2 separate regions of the Mus musculus genome follow, and region 2 is linked to region 1. The links are chromatin contacts, called in public capture Hi-C maps. All regions are on one chromosome and are shown on one strand. Each heading gives the region's core, a stretch centred on a gene start, on an enhancer-like site or on the middle of the called end of the contact. The rest is flanking DNA. Distances are from core to core; before and after follow the strand shown. Region 1 has its middle 19 kb from the start of Gm31775. Region 2 overlaps Zmiz1os1 (a long non-coding RNA gene).

Region 1 (5,910 bases), core at 3,338-5,837:
TGCCCATCCAAGAGGTATGGCTAAATAAACTCTGGCCTGCCCATGCCAGGGAGCTCCATCCTGTGGCTTTGACAGATGGGTGAGTGTTCTTAATACCATCACCGAGACAACCTGGAAACTAGTCGTTAAGAGACAAAGGCCACAGCAAGAAGCAATGCATGTGGCATGATACATTTCAGGTTGAAAAAAAAAATCTAGACACACAGAAGTGAAATGAAAGCCAGCATCTCAGGCTGAGGATGGTAGAGTGGGTGCTTGCATAGCATGTGAGAGTCCTGGGTTCGACCCCTGGCACTGCATAAATTAAGCATGGGGTGCATGCCTGTAATCCTAGCACTTGGGCAGTGGAGGCAGGAGGATCAGTTCAACATCATCTTCAGCTATATATGGAGTTCAAGGCCAGCCTGGGCTACATGAGATTTGTTCCCATGTGAGCATATCCAAAGATGTATGAACGTAATTTTTATACCTTTTACTTCTCCTATAAGAATTTCATTTATATATACAAAGTATCTAGATCATATTCACTTCCAATATCCCCTCTCTAGCTCTCCCCAGACACCCCCTCCCAACACGTGCGACCCTCCTCTCTGTAACCTCGTTGGAATGACTGATCTTGCTGGCTTAATCTCCTGCACCTAGCCACAGCTGAGCAAGCTCATGAGCACAGTGGACATATCATGTCCTGGAAACAGCTCTTTACAGCCCTCTTCCCCATTTTCCTCACTTGACGTGTTTTCTGACTCCTCTCTCTGATGTTCCCTGAGCTCTGGCTGGTTGATATGGATGTCCGATTTATGGGTAAGCACTCAGTGGTCACATATTCTCAACCAGCACTTGGACCAGCCTCTGCATCAGCAGCTGCCCGCTGCAGGAGAATGCCTCCTTGGCCAAGGATGAGGCAGCACTCGGCTAGGGATCTAAGCTTAAACACACAGAAGGCAGTTGGACAATGTGTCCATCTTTTAGGGTCTCCCCTAGGAGCTTCTTGGCTCATGGGCTTTTGACCAGGTTTACAGTACTAATCAGTGTGTATCAACTTTAAATAATGAGTAATGGCACACATCAAAATTCCCTTTAGCAAGGAGAAACCATGACTTTTGAGGGGGAAGGGAGATTCCAGCTTGATCTGAATTGTGAGAATTTTCCTAACAAGAATGTATTCCAGTAGTCTGTGCATAAGTAAAAATTAAAAAAAAATGTTTTTAAAGGAAAAGATAAAGCCTGGTGGCGTGCCCACCCAAATCCCTAACGTCTGTCTCTGTGAGTCAGAATTCTGGGTGTCTAATTTTCTTCTGTTATCTGTTTTTAAGTTTTCTATAAAGAGTGCACATTGTTTTGTAAAACAATGGAGAAAACCATAAAGGAATTTTTAAGTCAATGTCACCCTTGCCCTAGCCCAAGTCAGAAGCCAGGGTCCCTCCTGACACTTTGGACTTCTTCTCCAGGCTTTTTAGACAGGCCTCAGGGACAAAGGAGCTGACCCCTCAACCCTCCTGAGCACAGGTTCTCTGAATCTCTTCCTGTGTGACCTCATGGCCTCTCAACACCTTCTCTGGGCCTCCCTTACCCTATAGCAATCCTAGAATTGACCATGGCAACCAAGGAGCTAGAAGAGCCATGGGTTTTACTGTGTGGAGCCCCGTACTTACCTTCCAGTCACAGCTCTAATGATCGGCAGGGGGTGGGGGGCAAGCCTGACCAAGAGCCATTGCTGCCACCGGTAGAGCATCACTGTAGGGAGCTTGCTCCAGGAGAAGCCTAAGAGCAGATGCAGAGGTTGCCAAGGATTTAAGTAAAGCCAAGGAACATCATGATACCAAGGTTTGGGGACCTGTATATTGAAGCTTGCTCTTGTGCCGAGGAAGAAGCCTGGCCTGCTAGAGGTGGCATTAACAGTGACAGCATAAGAAAAGGATTCGCCAGCCCCCACCCCACTCCCACACAACACACACAGTAATGGTAACAAGGAATGAGCATCTTTCAGGGGTGCTCTCTCTATACAAAATCCTGGTGCCGTGGCTTCACACAAGCCTTCCAAGTCCGTGCACCCACCTACATCACGCTGGAACATAGACATAGTCACCCATGAACTTGGCAAGAGCCCTCTCTCAATACACACGCACACACTCCTACTCACTCCAGCCCCACAGAGTCCCACACAGATCAGGCACCCACAACTCATTTGTCCTTAGCGCACACATCACACACACAAACATTGCACCTTGTTTAATGATGCGGGGGAAAGAAGAGTCATGATTTTTATTTAAAACAAAACAAAACAAAATCCTCAAATGCCAGTAGATTCTAGTGTGGCTTTGGTCTTTTTATTTTTCCCTCAGTGTTAAAAGCAAAAGTCACCCAACAGTGCCACCTGCTGAAGGCTGGCTTTTCCTGATCCCCCTCCTCTTCTGCCCTTCTATCCTAAGTGGACTGAGACTCTCCCTTAATTTCCCCCAAAGGACCCAAAACCTAGGATCTGAATGAAGAAGGTGAGGAGATAGCAAAGAAAAGGTGGGGAAATCAGTTTCCAGACCCAGACAGTAAATAGCTGGGGTTGAGATCTGGTGTGAAGAGAGACTGAAAAGAGGAGAAAGACTAAGAGAGACACCCACATGCACAGAGACAAATACCATAGAAGCCAGCAGGAAGAGGGTCTGAGGAGAGCCAGGACTACTGCCTGCTGCCTGCTCTTGCTGCCTGCAGTCTGCTGCCTGGAGAAGATGCAGAGACCAAGGTGGAATTCAGGGGTGTAGTAGACATGCAGAGGCCCCTTCCCACTGTTCCACAAACCAATATATGGTGCAAGCCTGGCCAGCCCTGTCTATCCTCCCTTCTTGAGCTACTCTGTACAGAGACCTGGGGCCATCGTGCCAGCCTGGGCCTGGAATCTCCTATTTCAGCCCTCCAAACTGATTGTTTTTAAGCTCCTGTCCCTTCAGATTCTCTCTCTCTCTCTCTCTCTCTCTCTCTCTCTCTCTCTCTCTCTCTCTCTTTCTCTCTCTCTCTCTGTCTCTCTCTGTCTCTGTCTCTCTCTCTCTTTCTCTCTAGTCTAGGGAAGGGGCAGGTGGGGGGGGGGCGGAGATGATGAAGTCCTGAATGAATGTGTACTGTTGTCATGAGCACAGTCATGTCAAAGATGCCAATATATTCAAGATGACCTCAGCCTCAGAGTAGAACAGAGACACCCCCACCCCTACTACCCAGCCTGTTTGTGTTGAATACCATAAATGTGATGAGCTTCAGGGCTGCTGGTGTGTCTCCATCAGAGTGCATAGCCCACCTAATCCCAGCTTTAGGTGACCTATATGTGCCATATCTCCATTCCCTGTCAGGTCATTCCCTGCCGCAGTCAGGTCAAGTCCAAAGCCATGCAGGTCTTAGCAGGTATGCAAATGCCTACCAACTAGATCAGACGCTCTCCTCAACGGGAGAAGATCCCCTTTGAACATCTGGTCAACTTCTCAGGCACAGATTTATTGCCAAAGAGGAAATCTGTCCAAGACCATACAGCCAACTAGGCAGTAATTTTGGAAACTACCTGAAGGCAGCCATGCTTGTCCCCTAGGGGAGGGTCCTCATCCTTCTGTGTCACTGGACGGGGGCTGTCGTATGCTGCACACACTCATGAGCATGTGTGTGCCGGGGACTAGAAGTCAGTTTTGTATAACTTCCTTTCACAATTCAGAAGCTTGCTGCTTCAGCTAAACTGACTGAGCAGAGTCCCCAGGACCTTCTGTCTCAGCTCCTAGTCCTGAGATTACAGGCACATGCTACGCGCCCATCTTGTTCCATATGTGCTGGGGATTTGAACTTGGGTCCTCATGCTTATGCAGCAAGCACTTTAGTCACTGAGCTATCTCCCCACCATGGCCTCTTGCTTCTTGATGCAAGTCCTAAGTAGAGAGAGATCTGAGTGTAAAACTGCCTTTCTCCTGTGCCCCGTGTTTGCTTTCTACTCGCAGGAGTCCAGTGAGCCTCAGTCCACAACTGCTGGGTACATCTTCAAGGTAGGCAGGGCCAAAGGTAACCACTGAGTCCCCTGAGAGGGGTCCAGGATAATACACCACCAACACTGGGTCAAACCAGCTCTGACTCACAGAGGGAGGCTGATCCAGAAGACGGCAGATCAAGGAAAGCACAACCCCCTGTATACTCAGCCTTAGTTCTGGGGAATCCTTTCAGCCAGAGACTGCTCAGATCTGGGCAGAGGCATAAGCATCCTGACTGTCACCGGGACACACTCAGCCAGCGAGGCCTCCAAGCTTCTGCAACTCCTTGGGCTTCATCCCTCCCTTCTGGAGTTTACAACCTGGGACTTTTTTCTCTCCCAGAGAAGTCTTGATGCACTTTTCTTTCTCACACAGAACCTAATGTCTGGTACATCTAGTCAGAGCTCTAAAGACCGGCCAGCTTACCTCCCTGAGGCACCGAGTGCCTGAGTACACAAAGCCCACAGCAGGTGCTGGCTTGCATCTCATTTGCATATGGTTTGCATATGCTTTCTGACTTCTCACAATACCCAGGGACCGTCCTCTAATCTACAACTCAGAACTTCCTGGCATTTACAGTCCCTGCCAACTGGCACCAGGCACCTCAGTGCTATGGCCTTTTGTTTTCTTAGCTTAGAAAGGGTTTTCAGCAGTACATTAGCTAGCCCAACTCAAAACTTTTCAAAAGAGACCTTCTGGTGTCATGGATCACCTTGCTTAAAATTCCCTGATGACTAGAGTTTGCAAGTTGGTTGCCGAGCGACCCTTTACTCTCCTTCTCTACCTGCAAAACTCCTATGTAGTCCTCAAGGCCCCACTAGAACAAGGACTCCTGTAAAGTCTCTCTCTGTTAACTTCCCACCCCAGTGCTCTGAGCACCATCATCGCCTCTCGGACATATCAGTGGGTAAAGTGCAAACACAAGGACCTGGGTTCAAGTCCCCAAAACCCACTTAAAATGCTGGGTGCAGTAGAACACACCTGTAATCACTGTACTGGGAGGAGACATGATTCCAGGAGCTTCATGGCCACCCTGGCTAGGCTCTAGGTTCAGCAAGGGACTCAGTTGAAACATTAAGGTGTAGAACGATTGAGGACACCCGACTTTAACCTCCAAGTGCACTGCACACAAGAAGGTATCACACAACCCTCACCCCCCCACACACACACACACACCACACACAAAGAGTATGAAGGCAGAGTTATCAAACCATGAATGACATTGTCTTGCCCCTATCTTTCCTTTTAGTGAGTTCACTGAGGAACCATGGGTTGGCCCCATCTTGTCAGAGGATGGAGAGATAGCTGCTTAAGCAATGTTTGATGCATGAAGTCATGATCTTCAGGGTCTTCCTATCCAAGCATTCTGAGTCTCTCACTCTAACAACTAGCTCTGAGTGGGTTAATACTAGTATTCCACTTGTGTTTTTACAATTCAAATTAATAGCCTAGAGCAGAGGACTCCCCAGCAACCCAACTCCAGATGGACAGTCGTTTGCTATGGAATGCCCACCTTTTCCAAAGGAACATCCCAGCCAAAGCCCTGGTCTCTGGACCCACAGGTGATGGAGACCCTGGGTCTGAGCTGCTGTCTGGGAAGCAAATTGACACTCAGAGAAATTTACCACCATCTAATTGGCAGCTCTGGGTACAGTCAAGGGCAGTAGATTAAGTGTTTTCCTGTAAATCAGGTTTATGATTTGCACTGGAGAGGTAATTGTTAAAACTGTTCGTTTTACCCGCAAATAGCAGCTGAAAGAAACCAATTTAGGAGCGACAGATTGGTTTTGATTCTAAATGTAGTGCTAAAACAGTTAATTTTAATAACATCCATTGGACAAGAGTCTGCCTGTTACTTAATACCATAGTCAACAATTTGAAAACTGTGTGTTCAGCTGACACTTCTTTTACCAAAAAT
Region 2 (5,948 bases), core at 3,040-5,539, 750 kb before region 1:
GGTGTGGGCCTTTGGAGATGAACAGGTCCAGATAGACAGACGCCAATACCAATAGTGTGGTGATAAGAGGTTTCAGGGGGCGGATCTCCAAACTCCATAACAGGGAGTAGGCAGGGAAGCCCCGTATGCCCTCTTCAGTGGACACACTGAGACTCTGGCAGGGGGCTCTCGTGGAGAGAGGAGCAAAGGGTCTGCATTCGTCTTTTCCTTCTGTCAACTCATCTTTCTGACCTTGGGCGTTTGGCGCTCCTGAGGCAAAAGTGGACAACAAGCCTTATCAGAGAAGCTGGTTTGCCTGAACGCAACAGTTGTAAAATGGATTCCATTGTGCACACGAGTTGTTCAGAAAAACAGGATAGATCTGACTTGTGGTACAAGGTGAACTGATTTCTCTTCGGGCTGTCTGTCTCAAACTCAGCTCCCAGCTCGAGGGAACGAGGGTCTGAGAGGCCGGGGCCTCCAGCTGCACGTTGCAGCTGACACTGGATGATGGGCGTTGCTTCTCCTTTTTTGGGTCCTCAGTCTCTCTATCTGTGTAATGGGAATCTTAGAAAACGAAAGTGTGTGTGAAGAGGTATGTGTTGGCCACGCTTGTGGGAATGCAAGGGCAGGGTGCAGGCTTGGCCTCAAGGCTCATGAAACTCAAGGTCTGGAAGAAAGTTTAAGAATTAGCAAGACTAAGAAACCCCACATGGAAATACAGTTCAAATGTAAGGGGCATACAGTTCAGGCACTGAGTGGGGCAAGGTAGAAATGCTACACCCAGAGAGGGCTTCCTGGAGGAGGTGGCTTCAGCTGAGACCCGTGGGAGGGAGGGAGTAGGTAGAATGGGGTGATGTTTAGGGCTGGGGTTAGGGAGAAGATGGACGTTTACCTGAATGGCTCTAACTGACTCGACATCTTTCAGCTGTTACCCTGGGAAATCTGGTCTACACTGGAAAGAGTCAGAACTCCACAGTGTATCCAGGAATGGTGGAGAGGGTCTGGCTGTGCCTGGAAGATTCAGTAATGAATCTTAAGAGAAATTCTACAAGTCAGCACTGGTGGGGTTCACAGCCCCTGAAATGCCTCTCTGTTAGTGCTGGGGCATGTAGCTCAGTGGTAGAGCTCTTGCCTAGCATGTGTAAAGTCCTGGGTTCTGTCCTATCCAACCCCACACCACAGCTCCAAAAAATAAGTGTACGTCTTTTGTTTATGCAAACACGGAACGGAACAAGAATGATCAAGTGCCATCTCCTCCAAGAAGCTTTCCTGGATTTTTTCTGACAAGAATGTTATAACTTTTGAGGGCCCTACCCTGGATACATTTTTACACCCCCTATTTCCTTTAGAAAGACCTCAGAGGCCTTGAGTCCCCAGCTTCTTACTGCTTTGTCTAGCCCTTGACCCGGCTGGCAGGCCTGAGGGTTGGGCATTATTCTTTGTGTCTGCCTCAGTACCCTGTATGACCCTTGGTTTAGGGAGAGATGAGAATATGTCAAAGGAGACTTCAAAGACTTCCCTTGTGTACACAGCAGCCAGCTCTGGGCCAGTGCAAGACAGGCTAGCTGGTTCAGATGAAATCTCAAGCAAGAGACTCACACATTCCCCTGGGGCTTGTGGGGCCAAGTCTTTGTCCTGAGCTACTGGTTGGCAGTTGTTTGTCTGTGGTGGCCTAGTGACAAGTTCTAGTGTCTTCAGTATGTCCCTTGTCCCTACTGAAGTGGGACTCTCAGAAACATTAGCCCACCCTGGAAAAATGAGAATTTCTATGCCCAGGGATCGGCTAATGGAGACCAACGTCCCTTGTCACCGCACTAATGTTCAGAGAGAGCCTTGGACTCCATTAGGAAGCTATTTTTAGTAGGACACGAATTAAACACCTTTACTGGCTGTTGGAGGTCAGGGAGGTGATGAAGTCCTAGAGGCAGAAGGGAGCCATCTTGCTAAACTTGGGACCTGTTCATTTCCCCCTGGCTTTCTGTGGCTGCCTGTCATCTGTCAGCACTGCCCATGACCTTAGGAGCTCTTGGGCTTTCTGGAGCTGGAAAGGCAAGCAGAGAGAAGGAGATGGGGAGGAGGAGAGACCTGATCTGTGTGAACACAGGACCTGGCCAGTGTGTACACATGGCTGTGTCAGAGTATAACTAACATCTGTGTGCAAGGAGCTTATCTGTCGAGCTGGGAGGGGGGGGGGTTATGGTTTGCTGTAGAGCGGGGTTCTCCTCATCACCGGAACCCAGCCCCTGGTTCTTTGAGAGGCTCCTGTGAGGGAAGGTACAGTGTAGGGCAGCTGAGTATGCTCAGCCTTGCCAGTGTGTTTGCTGACAAACATGGGTGGGCACTGCCTCTGCCCTCTAGGGGTGTGAGTAACTTGGAAGGGTCTAAATGCAGAGCCCCACTTGAGGACAGAAAGAGGCCCAAGTGTGCTTCCTGAATGCACAACATGTGTGACCCAAGGCCTGTCCTTGCCTCCCCAACACCCCCCCCACACACACACACACATACACACACACAGCATCTTAGGCAGGGAGCTTTCCAGTCTTCCATGTGCTTTCTGCCTCTGCTCTCGGGACAGATGAAGATACTCCAGGAACAAGGGACCAAGTGGGATCTGGCCTACCTGTCCCTACCTGCCCCTCACCTGGGGACTGGCGCTGCTCTGTTTCCTCTTGGCCTTGATTTCAGCCTTTGAATTCTCTACCAGATAGATGACAGTTGCCACTAACCGGGATGGAAGCCAGTGCAGTTGGGGATGGCAGGGGGACGACATCTTTGCAAGTGTTCTCCGGTCACATGGACCTGGGCTAGGTTGGGCAGTGTGACCTTACACAGCTCATTTCTTATTTTGGGACCTTTCTCCCTTCCATTTGCAAAAAAATATCCTCAGGAAGAAATGAGAAGGGCCCAAGCTGTTCTAGCACCTAGAAAAGGTGTCACACACAGTAAGTGGCTCTTGCTGTCCTCCCCTGGACACTGAGCTGGTTATAACAGGCTTAGTGTCTTTTCCAAAGGGGTAGGTGAAAAAATTCTCATGTTAGAGGTGCTGGCTAGGTGTCTCTCCCTTGCAGCTAGCTAGCCCTGTCAACCTGGAGTCCTATTCTTTAGGCCGAATGTCAGGCTTTGAGTCCCAGGTTCATCTCTGTGTGTTTATGAAAGGGGGCTTGCTCCCTGAAGGCAAGTGGTTTCCACCTTTCTCCATGATCTTCATGGGTGCCTGGCACAACCTCAAATTTAGTGGCAAAGAAGGACTGGTGTGTTGTATACAAATGCCCTGAGCAGGGAGCTAGAGTTTGTTCCCATGATCCTCTTGGTGATAAGGAAACTGAGGCACGGGAGGAGGGGCTGTGTGGGGTAGATAGGAGATTCAGTGGGCAGGAATAGGAAAGGCTGGCTTGGAACCTGGGCCAGAGAGGAAGCAGGGACCCAAGGGGAGGAGGGACCAGCCTGCAGTGAAAGACTGGACAGTAGAGGAGAGGGCTGGGGTGAGTGGGGATCCCCAGGCCGAGGCTAACAGCATCTGGTGGCCTGGGAGTGCAAGCGAACCCACATTTGATGTGGTGTGACAGTTTCTGAGTGTCTGGGATGATCCAGGCTCCCTGCTCAGCACTCATTCATTCCATAGTCACCCCCAGCCCCCACCCTGTGCTCGGTTGCTGGTGTTGCCAGGCAGGCTGCTGCCTAGCGCTGTTCTTTGGTCATCTGGGGCCAGGGCCCTGGGATAAGACTCAGTCCCACAGGCACAGCATGCCTCAAGGCTGCAGGTGGCCTTTGTGGCCTCTGTGCCCTGGCTTTGTTTTCCCCAAGTGGCTACACAGAGGGAGGAGGGAGGCTGGGCGGCCTTTGCATGTGGCAGCAAATTTGGGCCATTGATTTCCATTTATTTCCTGCTCAAATGATCCAGGCCGGCTGCTGCTGGGGGTGGGGGTGGAGGGGGGTGCTCTTTAGCATTTTAAGTTTGCAGATAATTGGAGGAAAATAACTCCAATAATGAAATCTCTGCTGGATCACATTCTGATACGTGACAAATCAATTCATTTATGATACCTTCTTTGTCACACTGAGCCATTCTGGCGCTCAGTGGAAACCTCCTAAATTAATAAAACTGTTAAATCCATGAAACCCTCCGTTCTGAGCTGCACATCGCAGCACAAGTTTGAATCATTAAGGGAATAAAACTGATAAATGTGAGTGGGGGAGTGCCTTTGTCTGGAGAGGGGCCGGCTTTCAGGGCAGATAATTGTCTTCAGGGCCCATACAGCCTCACTGGGGTAGCAGGGGGCGGGGCGGGGGTGGGGCCAGGCACACTTTGAGGGTGGAAACCAGTCTTGACCTTACCAGCGTCTGGAACAGGCTGCTTCAGTAGTGAATTGTGTAGCTTCAAGCTTTTTAAAAGAAAGTATGATTTAATAGCAAAGAGAGAATATAAAGCCCTTATTGAACTCTGTCAAATTTGACTTGGCTTGGCAGGGGATTTTTTTCCAAAATGACTACGCTTGTCAGATCCCAAACTGTTCAGGGAGGCGTGGTTTAATAAATAGGGCGGAGGTGGGTGGGGCTGAGCTCAGGCAGGCTGAGTGGCCTCTTAGCTAATCTTCTTGTTAGCTGCACGTCCCTGAGCAGGCTGCTGGGCATCTCTGGGCTTCTGTTTTCTCAACTGTGACTTGGGAGCTGGGAGGAGGACCCTACAGCGATGAGTGTATAAGATGTACAGGAAAGTGCAGTGTAAACTGTCACGTGCGAGGCAGGGGTCAGTGAATGGTGTTTTCTGTGAATGGTCCCTGGAAGTTAAGGGATTCTGCAGTTCTTGACACACCAGGATAGATTGCTGTTGCTGTTGTTGTTGTTGGGTTAGATGTAGGTGTTACATGATTGTGATGGGATCTGCTGTGTGCTTCTGTGCAATATCCTACACTGATGTCTATTCCTTCGCATGTACACAGAACTAGCAGAGTCCTTGTATCCCAGCATCCCTCATTTAGTGTGGCTTGGCTCTCAAGCAGGGAGCAAGGAGGCCTGCACCCAAGATGCCAGCAGAGGCACCTCATTTCCTGCCCAGACAACCCAGTTCACAGATGCTTAAAGGACTGGGCCAGGAAGGGCAGGTGGGAACCCTTGGCCCTAAGCGACTGCTTTGCTTACCTCTTACTGCAACAAATCTGGAAATTTCCTGAAGACACCTGAGCCTTCCTCTACTTTAACTTCCTCTAGAGTCCTCTTTAACCGAGATCCCTGGAATGGTTGGAGTAGCCAGCCCCATCCTTGTCACTTGTGGGTTGTGAACCTACAACCCGAGAAACCTTTTGTGTTGTACAACACTCATTTATATGTTATGCGTGCATAATTGAACAAAATTTAAGGAGACTGCACTTGTCTTCAGTTCAGGAAATGCATGTGAGTCTACTCTATTTTAATCTTCTAGCTTTTATTCTACTCTAGTCTCTCTCTGTGTCTCTGTCTCTGTCTCTCTCTCTGTATAGTGATGTGCGCATGTGCATGCTTGAATGTGTGTATGTTTCTGTGCACATGCACATGAGGACTGACGTTAGCATTTATGGGCTTCCTTGATTGTTCCCTACTTTATATATTGGCACTGGGTCTCTCACTTAATCCAAAGTTCTTCAGTTCCAACTGGTCTAGTTAGCCTTGTCCTGAGGAACCCCCTGCCCGATCTCTGCCTCCTGAGTGGCAGGATTACAGATGGCTACCATGCTTGCTTGGCTATTATGTGGGTTTGGGGGATGCAAACTCTAGTCCTTATGTTTGCATGGTTAGCTTTTATCCACTGAGCCATTTTTATTTATTTTTAAATATGTAATTATGTGTGTGTGTGTGTGTGTGTGTGTGTGTGTGTGTGTGTGTGTGTGTGTGTGTGACATTCAAGTAGGAGCCTTTGGCGGTCAGAAGAGTTTTGGATCCCCAGGAACTGGAGCTACAAATGGTTGTGGGCCACCATGTGGGTGCTGGGA

What was found. Capture Hi-C pulls out chosen DNA fragments and counts their contacts.
Region 2: a capture Hi-C map of embryonic tail shows a contact between it and region 1, with 4 times the contacts expected there. The contact joins two enhancer-like sites. A contact is called at or near these places in 2 of 115 datasets of contacts at active chromatin or transcription factors (embryonic basal ganglia and embryonic midbrain) and 2 of 9 other capture datasets (embryonic tail and embryonic trunk).

Annotation. Positions count from the first base shown.
Region 1 is chr14:24,642,893-24,648,802 of GRCm38.p6, reverse strand. No RefSeq gene overlaps it. Among named protein-coding and RNA genes, the nearest start is that of Gm31775, 19 kb to the left of the region's middle. Within about 2 kb of position 4,587, at least 25 of the 459 cell types and tissues checked have an H3K27ac peak or open chromatin away from gene starts, as enhancers often do.
Region 2 is chr14:25,395,707-25,401,654 of GRCm38.p6, reverse strand. The region is part of intron 1 of Zmiz1os1 (a long non-coding RNA gene); the gene reads left to right. Among named protein-coding and RNA genes, the nearest start is that of Gm32645, 3.0 kb to the left of the region's middle. Within about 2 kb of position 4,289, at least 118 of the 459 cell types and tissues checked have an H3K27ac peak or open chromatin away from gene starts, as enhancers often do.